Regions from separate parts of the Salmo salar genome. Here region 1 is linked to region 2. Evidence: chromatin contacts called from public Hi-C data. All regions are on one chromosome and are shown on one strand. The core of a region is the stretch at or near the end of the contact, and the rest is flanking DNA. Distances in the headings are between cores, read along the strand shown. Region 1 overlaps LOC106601584 (fermitin family homolog 2). Region 2 holds the start of LOC106601584 (fermitin family homolog 2).

Region 1 (2,879 bases), core at 218-2,717, 47 kb after region 2:
TGCTTTTCACTGTCGCTTAGTAGCCTAGACCTACTCCCAACCAAAAGCATGTGACATAACTGACTGGTCTGATAATCAATCAATGTGATTTTGTTTCACTGAATCTCTGTCTATATAGGCTATTTGGTTAATTGGTTTCTGACTGGGAAAATAAGTGGAGGTGAGGTGGTATAGCTCATCTATCAGTGATCAGAAACATTTAGCATGCAATAAGGTAACCAAATCAAGTGTACTGTAGGCCTATTGATTTCATTTGGATGGCGCAACAATGGCAGCACAGGCCCTTAACAGGTCTAATTCAACTCAAAATATGCTATTTTATTCATTTCAAAATATATTGTATTATTCTTATGTTTCTTAGGACATGCATAAATTAATTAATAATACGTTTATTTTTGATGGTGTATATTCTCAGTGGATATATTCAAATTCATAAATCCTATGTGAAAGCAGTATGACAGACAAAGGCACACACCCAGGTCCAACGTCATTGTTTTGAACCCCTGTCAGACAGTCTGCTGGGAGGTGAGGGGTTTTGGGTGGCATGTCTCTGGCATTACTGGGATCACTGTGTGACTGGAACAAAGAGGGAGGTTTGAACCTAATATCCCCACAATGTCACGTAAACAGCAGGCATCTTTCACACTCTTCTCCTCCTCACTTTGAGTTCCCCATTCCCTCTTGAAATAATCCAGAAGCCCTCACACTCTCAACCGCACCCACCTGGTCCTAAACGTGTTCCATCAGTCTGTCAGAGTGACACAGAGGTTTCTCCTTTCATTTGCATTGTCTCGATTTAGTTTTACCATAATTAAATGAATGAAGACTGTTGGCTTTAGCGTCATTGGTTTAGTATAAATCTAGTAGTTTGGCCATAGGCAGGACATAAAACAGTCATTGCAGTGACATGAATGAATTCCCTACACAGTACAGTTTTGTGTTACTCAACTCTTTTGATAGTTATGAAACAGACAACTAAACTGACGTCCAGTTTGTTTATCTGGTCACTGACGTCCAGTTTATTTTTGTTCTGGCCACTGTATCAAACTAATAAATGTAGTGATGGTTACTGACTGACTGACAAACTAATACTCTCTCCTCCCATCAGATGTGAAGAAGGACTGGTCGGACCACGCTCTGTGGTGGGAGAAGAAGAAAACGTGGCTGCTGAAGACCCACTGGACCCTGGACAAGTATGGTATCCAGGCAGACGCCCGGCTCCTCTTCACCCCCCAGCACAAGCTGCTGCGCCTGCAGCTGCCCAACATGAAGCACATGAAGGTCAAGGTCAACTTCTCTGACCGCGTCTTCAAGGCCGTGTCCGACATCTGCAAGACTTTCAGTAAGTCACAGATGTTTTGTCATCTCGAACTATAATGCACCTATCCTACCAAAGGTCCTGCATAGTCTACAGTGTATACTCTTTCTATAAGGTTGGTTGAGCATGATGGTACCTCCTCTCGTCCACTCTAACCTTGCCATAATACTCTTGCTATTTTTAGATGAACTTCTGGAAGTGTTCTCTACCTCCAGTCTAGTCGGGCATGTCTGCCGCTGTTTTTTCCTTTCAGCCTTTTGTTGTGTTTATCAAACAGAGCCTGAGCTATCAGATATCAGCGCTCACTTCACCACCACTTCTGTTCAGGCACCTTGACTCTGCTAGACCTGTCCTTGGAATAGCGCTGTCTGTTGACTAAACAGGATTCAGACAGGTCTAGCAGAGTTGATCAATCTAGCACCGCATAATGACTCACACATTCAGAGATGGATATTATCTCACACACATTACTGTGTCCAGATTTAGCCCTCAAGGCCCTGCCCCCTGACGAGCACTAAGGTCAGACACTGGCCCTGTCAGCTAGAGTTCGGAGGAAAACGCCAGTCTCATTTTTATTTTATTTATTAGGATCCCCGGCTATACTTCCAGGGGTCCAAACGGGTAACAAAACACAACAAATACATAATATACAGTGCCTTCAGAAAGTGTTCACACCCTTAAGGCTTTTCTACATTTTGTTGTTACAGCCTGAATTTAACATGGATTACATTTAGATTTTTTGTCACTGGCCTACAACCAATGTCAGTGGAATTAAGTTTTTTTAAATGTTTACAAATTAATAAAAGCTGAAATGTCTTGAGTCAATAAGTATTCAACCCCTTTGTAATGGCAATCCTAAATAATTTCAGAAACAATGTGCTTAACAAGTCACATAGTAAGTTAGATGGACTCACTCTGTGTGCATGATTTTGTTTAGCATGATCCCTTTGAGCATGGTGAAGTTATTACATTTTGGATGGTTTATCAATACACCCAGTCTTTACAAATATACAGGCGTCCTTCCTAACTCAGTTGCCTGAGAGAAAGAAAACTGCTCAGGGATTTCACCATGAGGCCAATGTTGACTTTAAAGCAGTTACAGAGTTTAATGGCTGTGATAGGAGAAAACTGAGGATGGATCAACAACAATGTAGTTACTCCACAATACTAACCTAAATGACAAAGGGAAAAGAAGGAAGCCTGTATAGAATAAAAAAAATATTCTAAAATGTGCACCTGTTTGCAATAAGGCACTAAAGTAATACTGCTAAAAAATGTGTCAAAGCAATTCATTTTTTGTCCTGAATAGAAAGTGTTATGTTTGGGGCAAATCCAATACATTACTGATAACCACTCTCCCTATTTTCATGCATAGTGGTGCATAGATCAATTTATGGGTATGCTTGTAATTGTTAAGGACTGGGAAGTTTTTCCAGATAAAAAAAAATGTATGGAATGGACCTAAGCACAGGCAAAATCCTAGAGGAAAATGTGGTTGTCTACTTTCCAGCAGACAATTGTAGATGAATTCACCTTTCAGCAGGACAATAACCTAAAACAC
Region 2 (3,111 bases), core at 594-3,093:
AATTTATAAGGGCAGGCTGAGCCGGTGACCTCATTTCAAGATGATTGCTACCTACATTTCGGTTTTCGTTGTGAAGCATAAACGAAATAAACACTGAATACGTTGATGCTCACCGAAAGCCGAGACTCCACAGATCATGAGGATATCTTATTTGTCTGCCTGTGACCTACTGTTATTGATCACCAGCCCCCAGAGTAAAAATATTTATTTTATGCTACGTTTTCCACAAACATCTTACAAGGTACAGTAAACTTTGATTTAGTCTGTGTTTGAGCTATAGCTACAGGGGAGGTATCAAATTAATCCTGAGGCCGGTAGGAACAGATCTAGCCTATTACCAATGTTATTGGTGTATGACTTAGTGGCAACATCGAATATCCACCGAGTGACTATATATCTTTGCGCATCAAAAATATGATGTTGCCCGCTTATGCGCTGTAGGCATCAATTCCACGGAAGTGGCTACTTTGGCACCTTGACAGTATTGTAGTCAATGAGATATGCTTTCCAGGGCTATGCAGTTGACCTGGGTGGGACAAAGCAAGGTCTAGAACCTTTTAACATCCAGTGTGCAAAAAAAGTGGGCCAAGCTGGGGCCAGTTGTACTGTTAGAGGTGCCAGTTACATTAGACGTTATTGTTGTCATATCGTTTTCTTCACTGCATTACCAGGCAAAAGACCATGTTCATAATCATCATCGTTGCCACTGTCTAATAACGGATGTAAATAAGAAGGATAGCAAAAATGTGCCACAAGGGGGTCCAAAATTGTTGTCACTGGGGCACTGGCCCCCCCTGCTACCCCCCCAGAACCGCTAGTGCACTTGACACCACTTACTAAAACAGCTGCCAATTTCTTGTTGTAGGTCTATCATTCAAAAAAAAAAACTGATATTGTTCACGTTGTGGAAGCCATCTGATGTGTTTCCAGCTCTAGTCAAAAATAATTCACTTATAGCTTGTCAATGAAAGATGACTTTCAAAATAAAATTAAAAAAAGGTTATTTTTGTGTGTGCTTGATCTTGTGTATTCTGAGCTATGTAACTCCTATCTTCTGATCCTTTCCTCATAGTCTCCCAGATGTCTTCTTTCCAAATGTTTGCATGTCACAATCATGTAGTTACACATGAATAGCAGTTACTTTTGGGTATGCCTATTTAGGCGGAAATCTACATTTTGCCATTACATTTAATGAATTGAAATGAATGAGCAGTAGCTAGGCCTATCCAAATCTTATTTCAGTCACTGGACACTTTGTAGCATATTTACAGTGAGAGCGACATAGTGCAACATTGTATTTTAGACCAGTGGGCTCCGTCTCTGGATTTGATAGTTGGATAGGACTTTAAAACGTGTTTTCTAAATGAGTAATTGTGTGCAATTCTGTAGGCCCCATAGCGGTCACCGGATGTACCACCGTAAGCTCCGTACTATTTCCATAAAAGGTATGCAGCAGCGGATATGCCCTTGTTATTCCCTACCAAACTGTTGACATTTCCTCAAATGAGTGAAAGCATGGAATAAAACGACAATATCATATTTTAAATTTTCCCAATGTATTTCTAAGTAAGAGTGCGTATTTGGGGACATAATTGAAACTCCAAGCCTAGTGGCAAGAAAATACCAGCGAAAAAAAGGACCCGATCGTAATAAAAATGATAAATTACATTGTGCGTAATTTCCCGCGTCACATTATAACATTCCCCTTCCAATGACCGATAAAGAAAGTATAGTAGGAGCAGGGGGAATAACCGGTCGGGTAGTGCTATCCGGATTCCTTGGAATATCCCTACCCTAACCTTAACTCCTACCCTTAACATTTTATATTTATACTTCAGTTGGATAGGGACTCCCCAATGATCCCAGATAGCACTGATCGTGCTGGGAGAGAGGCCCTGCTGCACTATTTGAAAGGAAAAGACGGATTGGAGCTGGAGTAATGAGTGACGTTATCTGGTGGAAAGAGGGAGGGCGAAAAAGAGACGGCTGGACTCCATTAGCTGAAGCCTGAGGAGACCCTTTGGGATACTTCACTTGGACGAGTTCTTTGGGATTTTCTCTTTGAACAGACCTAGATACATGATTTAGAAGAAAAAAAACGTGTTGACTATCGAAACCTCGGAAGTTTTAGTGGCTTTTTGGATTTGGGTTGGTGTATTTGAGAAGGTGAGTGGACACAAACTGATTTAAATGTTCGTCCTCCCAGCTCGCAATAAATGTAGCCTAGTCAGTATTTTGCGCACTCTGCTGCTAGGAATTGAGTTTTGTACGCCTACTGCGCATTAAAAGACTGGTTATATCTGGTAAACAAATTATGATTCGGGTGTTTAACTTCATTTTACTTCATGAAACTTAATTTAGCTAATTTATGGGCATGTTTTACTGGTTGACCAGATTTAGTGTGCTCATGACTTCTTGCATGGGGCTGCTTACGTAATCAACTTCATATTTTGAATGGCTCTCTTTACCGTTAGAAAAAGCAGGTGAACACACAAATGAGAAGTCTTATTGTTCAGCTTGCCATAACTAGGCCTGTAGCCTACCCTTTGTTCTCATTTGGTTATTGAATAATTGACTGCGTCCTCTGTTACATCCAAACAAGTATAGTGATATCACAAGCATTCTTCAAATGGCCTATAAGATAACTTATACATTTGACTTAGATTCAAGGAAACACACTGTTGAAGTTATGGAAGCGCAACATCTTCCCAAATCGAAACACTAACACTGATCGGCTATGGTGGTGAGGGTCCTGTGCGTCCTCAAGTCATTTTCAGCCTGCATATGACAAACTAAATGAATGTAGCCTATGGCACGAACTATTTGGATACATCCGTTGATGTATCCAAGGGTAACAGGTTTACATTTTTCCTACCAGTTGAATGGAACAATGTTTATTATTAGGCAATTTTTCCTAATTGTTGTGATTTGTGGCAGGATGGCGCTGGACGGTATACGGATGCCCGATGGCTGCTATGCCGACGGGACGTGGGAACTGAAGATGCACGTGACAGACCTCCACAGGGATGTGTCTTTGAGGGTCACTGGCGAGATCCACGTTGGTGGGGTCATGCTCAAACTCGCGGAGAAACTCGGTGAGAGATGTTTAAT

What was found. A called contact is a pair of places that touch in the nucleus more often than the background predicts.
Region 1: a contact with region 2 is called in a Hi-C map of muscle, with 2.3 times the contacts expected there. The contact joins the enhancer-like site here to the promoter of LOC106601584 in region 2. A contact is called at or near these places in 2 of 3 Hi-C or Micro-C datasets (gill and muscle).

The regions. Positions count from the first base shown.
Region 1 is chrssa01:32,865,829-32,868,707 of Ssal_v3.1, forward strand. LOC106601584 (fermitin family homolog 2) reads left to right here. Exons shown (of 16, transcript XM_014193898.2): 3 at 1,109-1,342. Among protein-coding and RNA genes, the nearest start is that of LOC106601584, 47 kb to the left of the region's middle. Within about 2 kb of position 1,468, at least 2 of the 13 cell types and tissues checked have an H3K27ac peak or open chromatin away from gene starts, as enhancers often do. A contact at or near this core is called in muscle, where this site is marked.
Region 2 is chrssa01:32,818,887-32,821,997 of Ssal_v3.1, forward strand. LOC106601584 (fermitin family homolog 2) reads left to right here and starts at 1,844. Exons shown (of 16, transcript XM_014193898.2): 1 at 1,844-2,166; 2 at 2,938-3,095. The coding sequence starts at 2,939.